Regions from separate parts of the Mus musculus genome. Here region 1 is linked to region 2. A link is a contact called in public HiChIP or PLAC-seq data. All regions are on one chromosome and are shown on one strand. The core of a region is the stretch at or near the end of the contact, and the rest is flanking DNA. Distances in the headings are between cores, read along the strand shown.

The links. HiChIP or PLAC-seq counts read pairs in DNA pulled down with a chosen protein or histone mark.
Region 1: an H3K4me3 HiChIP or PLAC-seq map of bone marrow-derived macrophages shows a contact between it and region 2, with 4 times the contacts expected there. The contact joins the promoter of Trpv2 here to the enhancer-like site in region 2. A contact is called at or near these places in 2 of 39 promoter capture datasets (embryonic stem cells and pre-B cells), 3 of 484 Hi-C or Micro-C datasets (cortical neurons, embryonic stem cells and rod photoreceptor), 2 of 115 datasets of contacts at active chromatin or transcription factors (bone marrow-derived macrophages and neural tube) and 1 of 9 other capture datasets (adipose tissue).

Annotation. Positions count from the first base shown.
Region 1 is chr11:62,573,370-62,581,146 of GRCm38.p6, reverse strand. Trpv2 (transient receptor potential cation channel, subfamily V, member 2) reads right to left here and starts at 5,520. Exons shown (of 15, transcript NM_001382489.1): 1 at 5,022-5,520; 2 at 2,552-2,844. The coding sequence starts at 2,739.
Region 2 is chr11:62,054,406-62,061,899 of GRCm38.p6, reverse strand. The region is part of intron 3 of Specc1 (sperm antigen with calponin homology and coiled-coil domains 1); the gene reads right to left. Among named protein-coding and RNA genes, the nearest start is that of Gm39988, 7.7 kb to the right of the region's middle. Within about 2 kb of position 3,444, at least 9 of the 459 cell types and tissues checked have an H3K27ac peak or open chromatin away from gene starts, as enhancers often do. A contact at or near this core is called in bone marrow-derived macrophages, where this site is marked.

The DNA.
Region 1 (7,777 bases), core at 4,271-6,770, 520 kb before region 2:
CATGTTGGAGAGTGGCCACAGTGTCTCCTGCATGAGGTCTCACTGTGCACGCAAGCACTGTTCGTTACTCCTATACTATGCCTTCAGGTTACACAGGAACTCTTTCAAGGGCTTCTCTTTCCTAGGGCTCCAGAAGCTCAGAGCTCCTGGTGAGAAGAAGAAACTCATTGGGTCTTTAATCTGCTACAATACTGTGGCTCTGTCTATCCTAGGCAATTGTTGGCATCAAGGGCATCATTGTTCAAAAGACTCGGTATCCCACGGGGGTCATTTCAGGCTGCACGCGTCCCTGACTCGGAAGATGAAGTGGAAACAGGGATGAGGGATGGAGGTGTATAACTCAGCAGTAAAGTGCTTGCCTAGGGTGTGTAAGGCCCTGGGCTCATCCAAGCAGCAGTAAAGAGGTTGAGAAAAGCTTTTTACCCCTCTTCTCATAGACCACGCATTCCTTAATTGAATAATCATCTGCACTCTTAATCTGCACTCCAGCCTTACAGGTAGTGAATCAGCCTTTTCTTGGTTAGGCAAACAAGTAACACAATCTACCCAAGGTCACACAGAGCAGAACCGGAGCCACCATGGGGGCTGCCTAATATCAGGCTCCATCTCAACCCCAAGAGAGGGTCCGGACTAGGCAAGCACGAAGCTTCCCATCGATAGGCTATCATTTTCAGCCAGCACTAAGTATCATCTGCTGACCACAGGTTTACTGAGAAGCCACACTTCTGGGAAATTTCTTCACAGAGTCCTGAAGGGGGCTCTTGTGGCAACTCAGGCACAATCTGGTATTGTCTTGTAATAGGGGACAGTTGTCTAGTGAGATGGCGCTATCTCCCTCACAAGTCATTTAACCAACCTCTCTCAGTCTATTTTCCTCTTTGAAAGATAGAAATACCCAAGGGTTATTATAAGGGAAATACCATAAAACAAAGGGTTCTAGCCCATACAGTGAGTCTGGTACACAGCACACGGGGTTCCCAAATGACTCTTGGCAACCCATTCCTAGGCTCTGTCAGTATTCACTAAGGCCTGCCTAACTCTGGGGCCTCTGGAACTACGAAAAGAACATATGAAAGGAGAGAGGCCCACTTAAGAGAAGGCTTCTTCCTTCCTTCCTTCCTTCCTTCCTTCCTTCCTTCCTTCCTTCCTTCCTTCCTTCCTTTCTTTCTTTCTTTCTTTCTTTCTTTCTTTCTTTCTTTCTTTCTTTCTCTCTTTCTTTTTGGTTTTTCAAAATAGGGTTTTTCTGTGTAGCCCTGGCTGTCCTAGAACTCACTTTGTAGACCAGGCTGGCCTCGAACTCAGAAATCCGCCTGCCTCTGCCTTCCGAGTGCTGAGATTAAAGGCATGCACCACGGCTGCCCAGATGAGAAGGCTACTTTATGGTGTAGGGACTCTCAGGTCCCAGCTTAACATCTATGAAAAGCTGGGCATGGTGGCACATGCCTTTAATCCCACCACTCGTGAGGCTGAAGCAGGAGGATCACCTCAAACTGGAGGTGAGCTGGACTATAGAGCAAGATTTTTGTTTTAACACAAGAAAGCAAACAAGCAAGTCTCCTGTGGAGTGAGCTGACCCTGATGACTCTGACACATAGGGTGACTAACTGGGTCATTCACACTTGAAGACATACAGCCATGACACGTTTAAAGGCAGCCCTCACATTTGCAACACCACACAGATAGGTGTCCACCTCATTCCAGCTAGATGAACGTTATTCATCCAGTTAGCCCTATGGCCACAGACTATGAGGGGCTCTGTGTTTTATCTGCCTAGAAAATGTGGTCATTTGGACACTGCTCCCTGCCACTAGGGCAGCAACCATGCATGGCCTTAGACTAGGGAAGCACAGAAAGGTACCGACTGGGATTCTAAAGGGCATTGTGGATCCCATTCTATCACCATCAGTCCAGCCCCACTACTCATTCACAGATGCCACCATGCACCTGTCTGTGCTGTCACCCAACCTAGCTAACTAGTCTCTCACACAAACAACACAGTGTGCCAAGGCTACACTGTGATAGCCACATCTCAGGGATGAGCAGGGAGAAAGGACTTTCCTGGTCCATTCTCTTGTCAACCCATGAGGATTCTGGGAAGTCAGGTTCAGTACCCTAGCAGGACCGGAAGCAGGATGCATGCCCTCAGGCTCACTCCCTGAATTGGTAGCTATAACACAGGAAACTCAAACTGCAGATGACTCTAAAAGGAAGCCCACTGCCCTCAGTTCTCAGGGTCCACATTGCCTCAGTGACTATGTCAGCCTTGGATCCCGCTACAGCCATGAGCTACCACTGTGGCCAAAATGGGTGGGGTTCGAAACATCAAGAAGAGGGGTTTGATTGTCAGTTGCATACTTGGTACTGGATGAAAGTGCCTCTACCAAAAACATAGATCTTGGCAGAAGGCCAAGAACGCAGAACATTCTGGAAGGTGTAACCCTAGAGAGCAGACTGTGGGACTATGTGGAGCTAGGCTATGAGGAAGAGACACTTGTGAGGGATTGGCCACTGCGTGACTTGGAGTGCTGTTTGGGAACTGCGGTAGCCTCACCTGGGACCCAGTCCCTTTCGGTAGTTGAGATTCACTTTAATCTGAGGGGAGAAGTTCCGGTCCTCTCCCTGGAAGGGAGACTCCATGGGGGGTGGCTCATTCTTTCCTTTGTTCACCTCAGCACTGCCTTCTTCATCTCCATCGGACGTCTCCAGCCTAAAAGCTGGGGGGTTGGAGGCTGAAGTCATCCTGAGAGAGGAGGGTGCTCCTTATCGCTGAAACTTCTGTGGAGATGGAGATCTTAAGGTTCCCCTCTCTCTCTCATACCGCAGTGGGGTAGGCCTGGCTGGGACCTGGAGAAGGTGATGTAGAGAAAGGAGAGCAGGAGCTGGGGTAAAGACAGTGCTTGTTTACCATGCACAGAGTGCTGGCTTCTCTACCCAGCAAAGCATAAGCCACCTGTAGCAGTCCAAGGCCAGCTGCTGGAGGGATGGCTCAGTGGTTAAGAGCACTGGGCTACCTTTCCAGAGAATCGGGGTTCGGGGCCCAGCACTGCATGGTGGCTCACAACCCTCTGTCACTCCAGTTCCAGGGGATCTGATGTGTTCTGACCTCTGCAGGTATCAAGCACACACGTGGTACACACTCATATACAGAAAATAAGTAATAAATTGATAAAATATTTTAAAAAATAGAATTAGGAGCTAGAGGATCAGAAGTTCAAGGTCATCTGAAAATAGCCTGGGATACTCTGTCTCAAGAGAGAAAGAGAGAGAGGGAGAGGGAGAGTGGGAGAGGGAGAGGGAGGCGGGATGAGGAAAGAGCTGGATCAGAAAGGGCTTGCCACACAGCCTGGAGGAGCTGAGGATCCTGGGTGTCCACATAAAAAGCCACGGAATGAGGTATATCTTTAATTTCAGTGAAGAAAGGCAGGCAGAGACAAGAGGCTTGCTGGCCAGCCAGTCTAGCAGAGTTCAGTGAGACCCTAGCTCAAAAAAACAAAGCTGAGAACAATGAAAACAATCCACATCTACTTCTGGCGTCTACACACATCCAAAACCACACCTACATACACAAAAAAATAAAAATAAAAATAAAAATAAAAGAGAGCCATGCCTGGTGGTGCACGCCTTTAAACCCAGCGTTCAGGAGGCAGAGGCCAGCCAGGTCTACATAGTGAGTTCCAGGACCAAGGCTACATAATGAGACCCTGCCTCAAAAAACAAAAACAAAAACAAAAACAAAACAAAAAAAACAACAAAAACAAAACAAAACAACAACAACAGAAGGGGTGTGTATGTGTAGGAAGGAGAGTGGGAAACTGTTAGCTTTCCAAGAGGGAAAATCAGCGGTGAAGGAGAGAGGCAGTGTCAGGAAGATGTGCTGGGAGCAGGGACCTGACAGAGTTGTCACTTTGATATTATCTCACAGGAAGTCAGGACTGTCTTTATCCCCCTTGGGAATTTCTGATGTTCAAGAAGACTCAAATCCTATTTAGGGGTGAGAATGCTTGTGTTCACAACCCCACCCATTCTCTACCTGATATCAAGCCCAGTGCCCAATGGTACAGACAGATAAAACTTCAGTTGTTTGGCCAGCACAGGCCACGAAACCCTTAATGTAGAGAGGGAGCGATCCAGGGAACTACTGGTCTATCAGACCCTTCCTTTTGCTGCCAGAACAACCGCGACTCAGAAAAGAGAAGTGAGTTGCCACCTCGCTTCGTGTCCTGATGGTCCTCTTCAGTTCTCAGAACCCAATTACGTTCGTTTCCAGTCTGACTCATATCTGAGGGTATAAGACACCACCTCCGAAGGGGCTTTAGAGCTGGCAAGCGCTATCTGCCTTCCCACCTCAAACTGCACACTGGGTCTGGGGTTAGCTGACAGCTAACCTCACCCTCAACAGAAACAGCAACCACAGCCTCCATCACGTGGCCGGGGCTGGGACCTAGTTAGAGCTGGGGAGCCTCTGTCTTCCTCAGAGTTCAGAAACCGGAAGGAAAGAATCAGAGCCGGTCAGAAGACAGTGGGGGTAGGAAAAAGGGGCAGGGAACAGGTTGGTAGAAATAAGGGACAGAAAAAAACAGGGCCAAGAGAGGAAGCGGTAGTGTGGCCCCGGCCCACTCTCAATTTGTTACAGGATCCCAGTACACTCAGAGAACTGGGTGGGGCATTTTCCACAATAGCCAGGGGGCCTGACTGAGGTTTCACTTCTCTGCCCACCTTAGTAGGACATGGGCATCCTCCTTTTGCGCAGTCTAGCTTCCACCCTCAAGCAAATCCTGGCAGACGCTGCGTCTGACATCATTCCCAACCCCCAGCAGCAACAACTGTCTTCCAGAGGCTGTCTACCTTACCTCCTGGGATCCCCATTCTGGCAGCAGAGAAAGAGGCCTGGAGGTTCAGGGAGCCAGATCCCACGCAGACCCTTATTCCAAGATGGAGATGCCGGGAGACCAATCCAATCATTCACTGTCATACTTCCAGACGCAACCCCTAGGACATCCTGAAATAGCCCATCGACTTACCCCTCAGGCTGAAGTCAAGGCGTAGCGGCAGCAGACTACAAGCCAGGATCACCAAGCCTAGCGGGACTCTCCAGCAGCGGGGATTGAGAGAGGAAGTGCCGCGGAAGCCTCCGTAGCTGGCCGTAGCTTTCTCTGTATCGTCCACCCTCCACCTGTTCGTCGCACACAGTGGATAGTGCGGGCTTAACGCCAACCTGTCAAGGACCAGTGACTGGCCACTGGGCTGATCATCAGGACCACTGGCCACACCCTGCTTTCGCGAGACACGCCCTGCTCCTCCATCGGTGCACTTCCACCCACAACTGTAGCCAGAGAAGCCCCTGGGGCAGTCAGAGGAAGTTCTGGGGTGGTGGGACCTAGGCTTGGGTGGAAGCTGGCACAGGTGTGGGATTCATGCCCTAAAACACTGACGCCCACCCCTCCTGATTCTTAACACCGTGTGCCCTCCCCCGGCCATTTGGTTCATCACTGTCCGACCCAAGGGAGAGAAGAATGGGATAGCCCCAGAGAGAGAAGAGGTTCAGTCTAGCATTTGCCCCAGAGAATGCAGCCCAACCCATCCAGCCATTATTTCCATCTAAGGAAGATTCGCTCAGCGTCCTGACCCCAGGGATCCCCCGAGTATCCATTTACAAGGGCACTTCCAGAAACAGCCAGCAGGTGGCAACCGTGTGGCCAACAGGAATGGCTGAAATTGTACAGCCCCGGCACTGCCAGGGAGAACAAGGACCAGCTCTCCCTCTCTTTTTCGCCGGAAGACCTCTGTCCTTGCTCCACATCCCAAATTTTGTTTGATTGGTCCAAAGCACTAATTTCTCTCCCGTGAGAATGTTCTACCAAACCGGTCCCCCTGCTTCTCCGCTGCTACACTCATACGTCACACCCCATTCTTATACCAACTAAGGTGGTCTGCTAAAAATATAAACCAGGGGCCAGCGTTTAGCTTTAATGGTAGACTTAGTGGCATATGTAAGGCCCTGTGTTTGACCCCCAGTATCAGTAATCAAAGAAAAACTAAATAACAAAAATTAATTAATTAATGTCACCCCCACCTCCAAGCCACTTTTTCATAGCACTAAAAATAAAACCCAAACTTCATACAACAACCTCATGCAGCCCAGAGGCCCGCCCCAGTCATGTCACCTTCACCATGCTACACTCCAGACCTGTACCGTCCAGTATGGCAGTCATTAGCCACGGCAGCTATTTAGATTTTAGTTTGGTTTACACTTTTACCTGCGGCAAGGACTTGATATGAAACCAACTGTGGCAATCCTCCTGCCTCTCTCTCTACAGTGCTGGTGTTATAACTGTGCCTCCATGGTTGGTCATCTTTCAGATGAGTCCACTGTAAGGCAAAACTCAGCAAATACTAGCTGGCATGGCCCTCCACTCTTCCCAAATATGTCCTGTTTTCTCTGTAGTACAAGCTGTCTCACCTGCTAGGAGCAACAAGCAACACACACACACACACACACACACATATACGCACACACACAGTAGCATCGCCATCATGGCCACATACCTTAGTTCTAAGCATCTTCTGCTTGTGTTTGTGTTTCTTTGTTGGTTTTATAGTGCTTGAACATGGGCATGCCAGGCCAGCCTCTACCACAGCTTCCTGCTCTATTTTCTGTTTAAACATCACTTCCTCTCAGTAGAGCTAGACCAGCTAGACCCTAAACTGGGGGGAGGGGCCCTAGAAACGTACTCCTAAGACACCTGCCTTGCCCCTGGCAGAGGCTGATTTGTACTGTGCTGCCTGCCCCCTATAATAACATACTTAGCCATCCACTGTTGCTCAAATGTGCTTAGGACTGCAAGTGCAGAGTAATGCCAGCACTTCTGTTTAGCTGGGCGAGGCCCCAAGAGGTGACTCCTTGCAGCAGGAACCAAGCCACGTATATGCATTTAAGCAATCAACTTCATAAATGTTTAAATCTATGCTTAAAATTTCCTTTAACAAACTCTGTTTTTTTTAAGCAGTTACTTCATATTAGCTTTTTTTTTTTTTTTTTTTTTTTTTTTTTTTTTTTTTTTCTATGAAGACAAGGCTCCAACTTCTCCTGAGTGAGGTGAAGCCTCTGAAAGAGAATTCTTGAAGCAACTGAGGGCAGCAGAATGGGAAATAGAATTTTTTTTATTAGGTATTTTCCTCGTTTACATTTTCAATGCTATCCCAAAGGTCCCCCATACCCACCCACCCCCAATCCCCTACCCACCCACTCCCCCTTTTTGGCCCTGGCGTTCCCCTGTACTGGGGCATATAAAGTTTGCAAGTCCAATGGGCCTCTCTTTGCAGTGATGGCTTACTAGGCCATCTTTTGATACATATACAGCTAGAGTCAAGAGCTCCGGGGTACTGGTTAGTTCATATTGTTGTTCCACCTATAGGGTTGCAGTTCCCTTGGAAATAGAATTTTTTAAATCTTTTTTTTTTTCAAGGCAGGGTTTCTCTGTGTAGCCCTGGATGTCCTGGAACTCACTCTGTAGACCAGGCTGGACTCGAACTCAGAAATCCGCCTGCCTCTGCCTCTCAAGTGCTGGGATTAAAGGAGTGTGCCACCACTGCCTGGTGAATTTTTTAAATCTTAATGCTGTGGCTTTATGTTTAAAATAAAGCCAGTAAGATGACTCATCAGGAAAGGGCATTGGTCATGCAAGCTTGGTGACCTGAATTTGGTCCCTAGAACCTATGTAAAGTTGGAAGGACAGACTTGACTCCACAAAGTTGTCCTGTAACACAACCACACATG
Region 2 (7,494 bases), core at 2,195-4,694:
TTATTGCACTATAGTTCCCATGCCCTCCGGCTTCCTGTACTGTTCCTTCAGGACAGTTCCTAGCTGTATGCATTGTTGCTCCAGCATACCTTTCTGGAGTACTTAATACTTTACTGTGTTACTACTTCAAGTGCATGGCACCTTTTTACTCCATCACACTAGTATACCCTAGTATGGCTATCAGCCTTATGGCACTATTACTTCAGGGCACATCCATCCCTTCCTAGATCACCCCAGAACATCCCAGCCTTACTGTATTATTATTCCAATGCTTGCCCAGCCTTACTATGGGGTTTGAGAATAGTTGGTATTCCCATAAAAGTGATGCTCTTGCAAGCAGGTTGTTATGGAAATTCATAGGGTTTCCAGCCGGGTAAGATCAGTGATGTCTTTCCTCCCTCAGCAGTCTATGCAGTGTCTTCTAGCACTATGAAAGCTAGCCAGTGAGGAGGGAGTTTCCAGTTCCCTCCCACCTTGTACTCTCTAAGTCTTATAACTGAGATACGTGGTGTCTTCAGCAACAGGGTTGTATCATTCAAGAAGGACAGAAAGAAGGCTGTATTGTTTTGGCAGCTTCTGAAGCCTCTTTGACCAAAACCTCAAATGGATAGATAGTAAGTTTCCATACTTCACACACCCGCTGACACGGTAGCTCTGTTGCCCCTTTTCTCTCCAACCCTCTCACCCTCCTCATTAAACCTCTTCATCCCCAATATTCCATCTCTATTTTCATTTCACATGTTTTATTATAAGGCACCTCCCCTAATGCCCCCTCTCTAGTCTATTGGCTCCTGTAGGCACTCCAAGTTAGACAAGCGTGGCTAACATTTTGAAGCTAGGATTTGTATATGAGAGGAAACACGTGGCATTTGTGTCTCTGAACCTGGGTTATGGCAATCAAGAAAAGTTTTTCCAGCTTCATCTGCTTTACCTTCCAATCTTTTTTTATTTGTTTGTTTGTTTGTTCTGAGACAGGGACTTCCTATGTAGCCCTGGATATCCTAGAACTCTCCTGGAACTCATATGTAGACCAACTGGCTTCAAACTCATTGAGATCTATCTGACTGCCTCAGCCTCCTGAGTTCTGGGATTAAAGGCATAGACCACCATTCCTGGCTCCAATTTTACAAGTATCTTTATGGCAGAATACATAAGAGTACGGCCCCCTTCCCCACATCCGCCACAGCATTTGTTGTCATTTGTATTCTTGTTGGTGGCCATTCTGACTAGAGTGGGGTGGAACTTTAAAGCAGCTATAACCTGCATCCCTCATGGCCCCTTCCTACATGCCCAGAGCTCAAGAAGAGGCACCCGGCTCCCAGATGAAGCACTGACTCTGCCTGTCTGTGATCTCCCCAGAGACAAGAGCAGCCATGCTTTTCCTTCATACTTCAATATATCAGTGTTTCCAGCTATGAGAAACAAACGCTTTCTCATCAAAGGAGGCATGAGAGTCAGCTTTCGACAATGCAAATAATTAAGAGACGACATGATTGGCTGAAACATATAGGAGATGAGGAACATGCCCAGTTGGTCTAGGCACGTGGTTCAGTAATAGGGCCTGTGCCTAGCATGTATGAGGTCTTGGTTTTAATCTTAAACACTCGAGAGAAAAAGACACAGAGAAAGGGAAGTCTGGCTCACTTCTGTTCGCATCTTTCTCTCCCTTGCCCAAGTGAAAAGATGACTATGCTAAGTAAGTAAGTAAGTAAGTATGAAGCAAAGGTTAGGAAACCAGGAGAGAGAGCGGGGTAGGGTTTGGCGGCTGGAGGATCAGCAGCTGGGTGAAGGATTGGAGAGAATATTATATTATTCTCTTAATATATTACACACATTTATATTTATTATATTATATTAAACACATGTTCAAATAAACTGAGGATAGTATGAGCAGTGTTTATCACTCCCAGAAATGACAGGGGCAAAGCTGGAAAGAACCTGTCATATGGTATTGAAATTAAAGATGTGGCTTTAAATGTACTATATTAATACATATATACTGTACTAATATATTTTATAATAACTTCATATGTCCACAATATATACATGTAATTGTTATGTTTGTAACATGTGAAGATAAATTTTATATTGTATTACATTTAATATATAAATATTCTGTGTATATAGCACATAAATATATATGTATAATGTGCTGTACATATATCCATACAGCAAACCATGTAACCATCCACATTAGCACCACCATGTAGACCCCAGCTAAATATTCACATTCCATTTCATTGCCCTTGAAATAAGAGGCACTGTACTGGGATGCTACAGAGGGCTGCAGGTTGTATCACTGCCCACCCGTGAAAAAGGAGCCCGATTTGCAGGGCCAGGGAAAAGCTCCCTGAGATAACACGGATGATTTAATATGTTGAGCTGGTTTTAGATCAGATAATGCAGATTCCCCACTCTGCCAGGGCCACCATGTCTCTCCCGTGTAGTGTCCATTTCCTTCTCTTCTTGTCGGAGCAGGTGATTCCTAAACGCTCCCAACCCTACAGTATCTGTGACAGATGTCAGGGGGCGAGAAGTGTTTATAAGCCTATGCAATTCTTCTGTTCTTAAATTTGTATGTATTTGGGTTGCTGGAGAGAAGGCACAAGGCATGTGGGTAGTGCACAGACATACATGCAGGCAAAATACCCCCACACATAAGAATAATAGAAATAATTTTTAAAGATTTAGTATGTATTTAAATCTAGACATCAGTCAACTGTGATTCTGTGTGTGTGTGTGGGGGGGAATCTTAGGCTAAGCCCAACCCCCTACAAGGTGTGCTCCACACTAAGGAATGTAAGTTTTGGGGTTTTTTTGTTTTGTTTTGTTTTGTTTTAGCTGTAATTCCCAAGAGAGAGATTCTACTCTGGGAAATAGTTCAAAGGGAGAAATCACCACAATTATAGTCATATCTACATTCAGGCTCTGCACTACCTTCATTCCATTCTAACAATTATAGTAGAGAAGTGAGATATCTCCATTATACAGCTAAGAAAATAATATAGGGCAAAAATCAATGAAGTCACAAACAGAAAAGGATAGAGGAAATTAATGAAAATGCTGATTGTTAAAAAGTCAGTAAAATTGGCAAACCTCTATTAAAGCTAACAAAAAAGTCAGGATGACAGCTTACTTCTATAACGCCAGCATTTGGAAGACTGAGGCAGGTGGATTGCTGTGAATTTGAGGAAAGTCTGGGCTACATGTTGAGTTATGGGCTAATGCTAGGTAGAGCAAAACCCTGTCTAAATCACAACAACAATACTAACAACAGAGAGAAGGAGAGAGGGAGGGGAGGGAGGAGGGGGGAGGGAGAGAGAGAGAGAGAGAATACAAATGATCAATATCAAGAGTTAAACAGAAAGACATTGCCAAGACCCTGTGGACTCAAAGCATGAATTCAAGGACAGTATGAATAACTGCCCTCCACACACAGGAAATGGAACAAAGGAGAAACAGCTGACTGCTTGGTGAGCTCACCTCCTTCAGTGTGGTGTGGAGAATCTGAGCAGTCCTACAAGCATTAGGGAAGTTTGCCTTTGTAGTTTTAAAAATAAGCCTCCTTCTGACTGGGGATGTAGCTCAGTTGGTAGAGCGCTTGCCTTGGATGCAAAGCTCTTGTTCAGTCCCTAGAACTGCACAAACTCCTCTGCTGCCATGCGTCCGGCATCCCACGTGGGGGAGGTGGAAGCAGAAAGATCAGAAGTTCAGAGCCATCCTCAGCTACATACTGGGTCTGAGCACAGCCTGTGTCAAAAGACCCTGTCTCAAAACAAATAAAAAAATTTCCCTTCTTAATGAAAAAACAAAATGAAAACTAACTCTAACTGCAGTAAAGTTTCACCAGGGGATTCACCAGATAGTTAATGAAGAATTAATACCGACTCTACACAGTTTCATCAGAAATGGAAGGGTGTATCTTCTGAAGTAGTAGAATCTGACTCCAAACCCACACAGAAAATGAAAGTACAGACCCACAGGAATCACAGTGAAGAGGATCCTTGTTGCTGCTGTTGTTATTAAATCAGTGTCTCACTATGTAGCCCTGGCTGGCCTGGGACTGTGTGTATAGATCAGCCTGACCTCTAACTTGCAGTGATCCTCCTGCCTCTGTCTCCCAAGTGCTGGGACCACAAGTGTGCACTACTATATTAGGCATGCTTTTTGAGACAGTGTCTTGATCCATGCATCCCTCCATCTCTCAGGACAGGCTGGAACACATGTATCCCAGTGTCACACATATGGTCCTCTTGGGCTCCGTGTTGACGTTACAGGTATGTACCACCATGCTCAGTTGCTAAAAATAAAAATTCTCAAAACACTTCTAGCAGGCGTCTGAAGAGATGGCTCAGCAGTTCAGAGCACTGGCTGCTCTTCTAGAGGATCAAGGTTCAATTCCCAGCACCCTATGATTGCTCAAAGCTGTCTGTAACTCTAGTTCCAGAGGATCCAGCACCCTCTTCTGGATCCAGCAGGCAAGAGGCATGCACATGGTACATAGATGCATATGCAGGCAAAACATCCATGCACATAAATAATTTAAAAATAAACACCATTAGCAAGTAGAATTTGGCAATATGAAAAAATATACCATAGCAGATATGGAAGGCAAGTACAAGACTAGAAAAAAAAATTCAGTGTAATCCTGTATATGAATAGGCAAAAAAAAAAAAAAAAAAAAGGGGGGGAGGGGGAGGGAGAAAAGGAAAGAAAAATACAATAAGGAATCTTTATGAGCTCAAAGCCAGCCTTGTCTACATAGTGAGTTCCATTCCAGTGAGAGCTATACAGTGAAAACCTGTTTCAATAAACAAACCAGCAGGGCGGTGGTGGCCCACGCCTTTAATCCCAGTAAAGGCATTGGGAGGCAGAGGCAGGCAGATTTCTGAGTCTGAGGCCAGCCTGGTTTACAGAGTGAGTTCCAGGACAGCGAGGGCTACACAGAGAAACCCTATCTAAAAAAAAAAAAAAAAAAAAAAGAAAGAAAGAAAGAAAAAGGAAAAAAACGAAAAAAGAAAGAAAAAGAAAAGGAAAAGGAAAAAGAAAAAGAAAAGGAAAAGGAAAAAGGGAAAGGAAAAAGGGAAAGGAAAGAGAAAGAGAAAGAGAAAAGAAAAAGAAAAAGAAAAAGAAAAAGAAAAAGAAAAAGAAAAAGAAAAGGAAAAGGAAAAGGAAAAAGAAGAAGCAACGGGGCACACACCTGTCATTCCATATAGGGGAGTTAAAGACAGGAAGACCACAAGTTCAAGCCCAGCTTAGGCTATGCAGTCAGTTCCAAGCTACCCTTCGCTACCTAGCAAGACCTTGTCTCAAAAGAAAGAAAGAAACAAACAAAAACCACTCAACTGGATAAAGACTGCCTAAAACCTCCCACCCGAAAGCTAACATTAACCTAAAGATGAACTGTGTTCAGCCTAGGATCGGGGACAAAGCAAAGGAGCCCAGCCAGTCCAGCCACAGCAAGGAAGCAAGAAAAGGCAAATCAATCGGAAAGGGACAGATTAAAAATGCCCCACTGGGTGATGATCCCTTACATAAAAACTACAAGGAATCCAAAGCGCACAAAAGGCTCTGAGGACTAATAGTAAGCTCGCCAAAGTTAAAGATACAGACATGAAAAGCAACTGCACTTCGTTGCACTAGCCATGCCACACTAATACCAAAAATACAGTACCAATGTCGGTTCTACAAAATTAAAAATAGAAATATTTATAGTATTTACATGTAAATCTGATTTTCTTTATTTTCTTTTCTTCCCTCAGCTGTAAATCTAACCAAAGTTTATGTCTAAAACATTTATAACATTTATTTATTTATGTGTGTGTGTGTGTGTGTGTATACACACGTGCCATAGCACACCTATGGAGACCCGTGGCAAGTTGCGTGAGTCGGTTATTTTCTTCTTCCATGTGGGTTCCAGGGGTTGAACTCATGTCACCAGGCTTGGCATTTATCTTTACCTTTACTCACTGGGGCATTTTGCCAGCCTAAGTAAAGGATTCATGCACTGAAAAGTATAAAGTGTTAATGAAAGAAATCAAAGACAGTGAAAAGATGTCAAGTCTCCATGAGCAGACATATAGGTCAAGGCAATTCCTAGCAGACATATAGGTCAAGGCAATTCCTAGCAGACATATAGGTCAAGGCAATTCCTAGCAAGTCTCAGATGATTTCTTTTTTTTTTTTGTAGGCACAAATAAAAACTATTCTAAAACAACTTTGGGAAAGAAATAAGGGAGGAGAATGAGTCTGCCTGATCATCAGAGGTATGACGGAGCTTACTTAATCAACACTGTGAGAAGTAAAGGCAGAAGGACAGGGGAGGGGAGAGATACAAAATAGGAAACTCAGAATAAACCTATACAAATACTCTCAACTGATCACTGACGAAAAGTAACTCTGTCAGCAAATGGCACCTTAGCTATTGATCAGTGAGAGTAAGTGACCCATGAACCCCATCTTAACAACATACACAAAATTAGCTTAAAATAGATCACACACATATGACATGTTTAGAAAAATGTACAAGAGAAAATCTTAATGGTCTAGGGAAAGAAAAAGTGTTTTTAAAATTCAACAAATCACAATCTATAGAAGTAAAAAAATTAATAACAGAAATAATAATCAAAATGATAACCGTTTGCCCCTCATGCCGTGCCTGGTGGTTCTGGCCTGTGATCCCAGCTACTTGGGAAACTGAGGCAGAATCCCAAGATCAATACCTGTCTGAGCTAAGACAGTGAGTTCAAGGACAACCTAGGCAACTTAGTGAGACTTTGTTTCAAAATAAAAGGTGAAAAGAGGGCCAGGGATATTGCTGCGTGGAAGAAGTGTTTGACTTTCACACCCGAGAGCCAGGAGAAAGTCCCCAGAACTGTAAAAAGAAAAGACTATTAAGAAAACAAAGCAGAGGCTCAGCTATCATATTTGCAAGTCACACATTCAGCAAAGAATTAGTACCTAGAATATCCAAAGGACTCAAAAGATCCCAGTGGGAAAGACATCACATTATCCAGCCAGAAAGTGAACAAGACCTGAGCAAACGCTTCACTGGTAACAGAACATGAAAAGATAAGACATCATTAGCTGATTGCAGATTGCCAAGTAAGTAAGATCAATGGAATGCCCATCCTAAGGGCTAAGATAAAAACTAGTGAGGATGGAGCTGGAGGGGATGCCTCAGCAGTTAAGAGCACTTGTTGCTCTTGCAGAGGACTAGGGATCAGTTTCCAGCACCCACACACATGGTGGCTTACCACCTATAATTTCAGTTCCAGGAAATCCAATTATCTTTTTCTGACCTCTCTGGGTATGTGGTACACATACATACACTTGTACATATGCATAAATTAAAAACACAATGAATCTTGTTTCAAGGCCGTATAGTGAGGACACTGACTGCCGACAAGGAGGTGCAAAGGCTAGACCATCTACACAGTGCTGGGATGCGGAAGAGCAGAGCAACTGGGGGTAGGGGGTGCACAATGTCTGCAA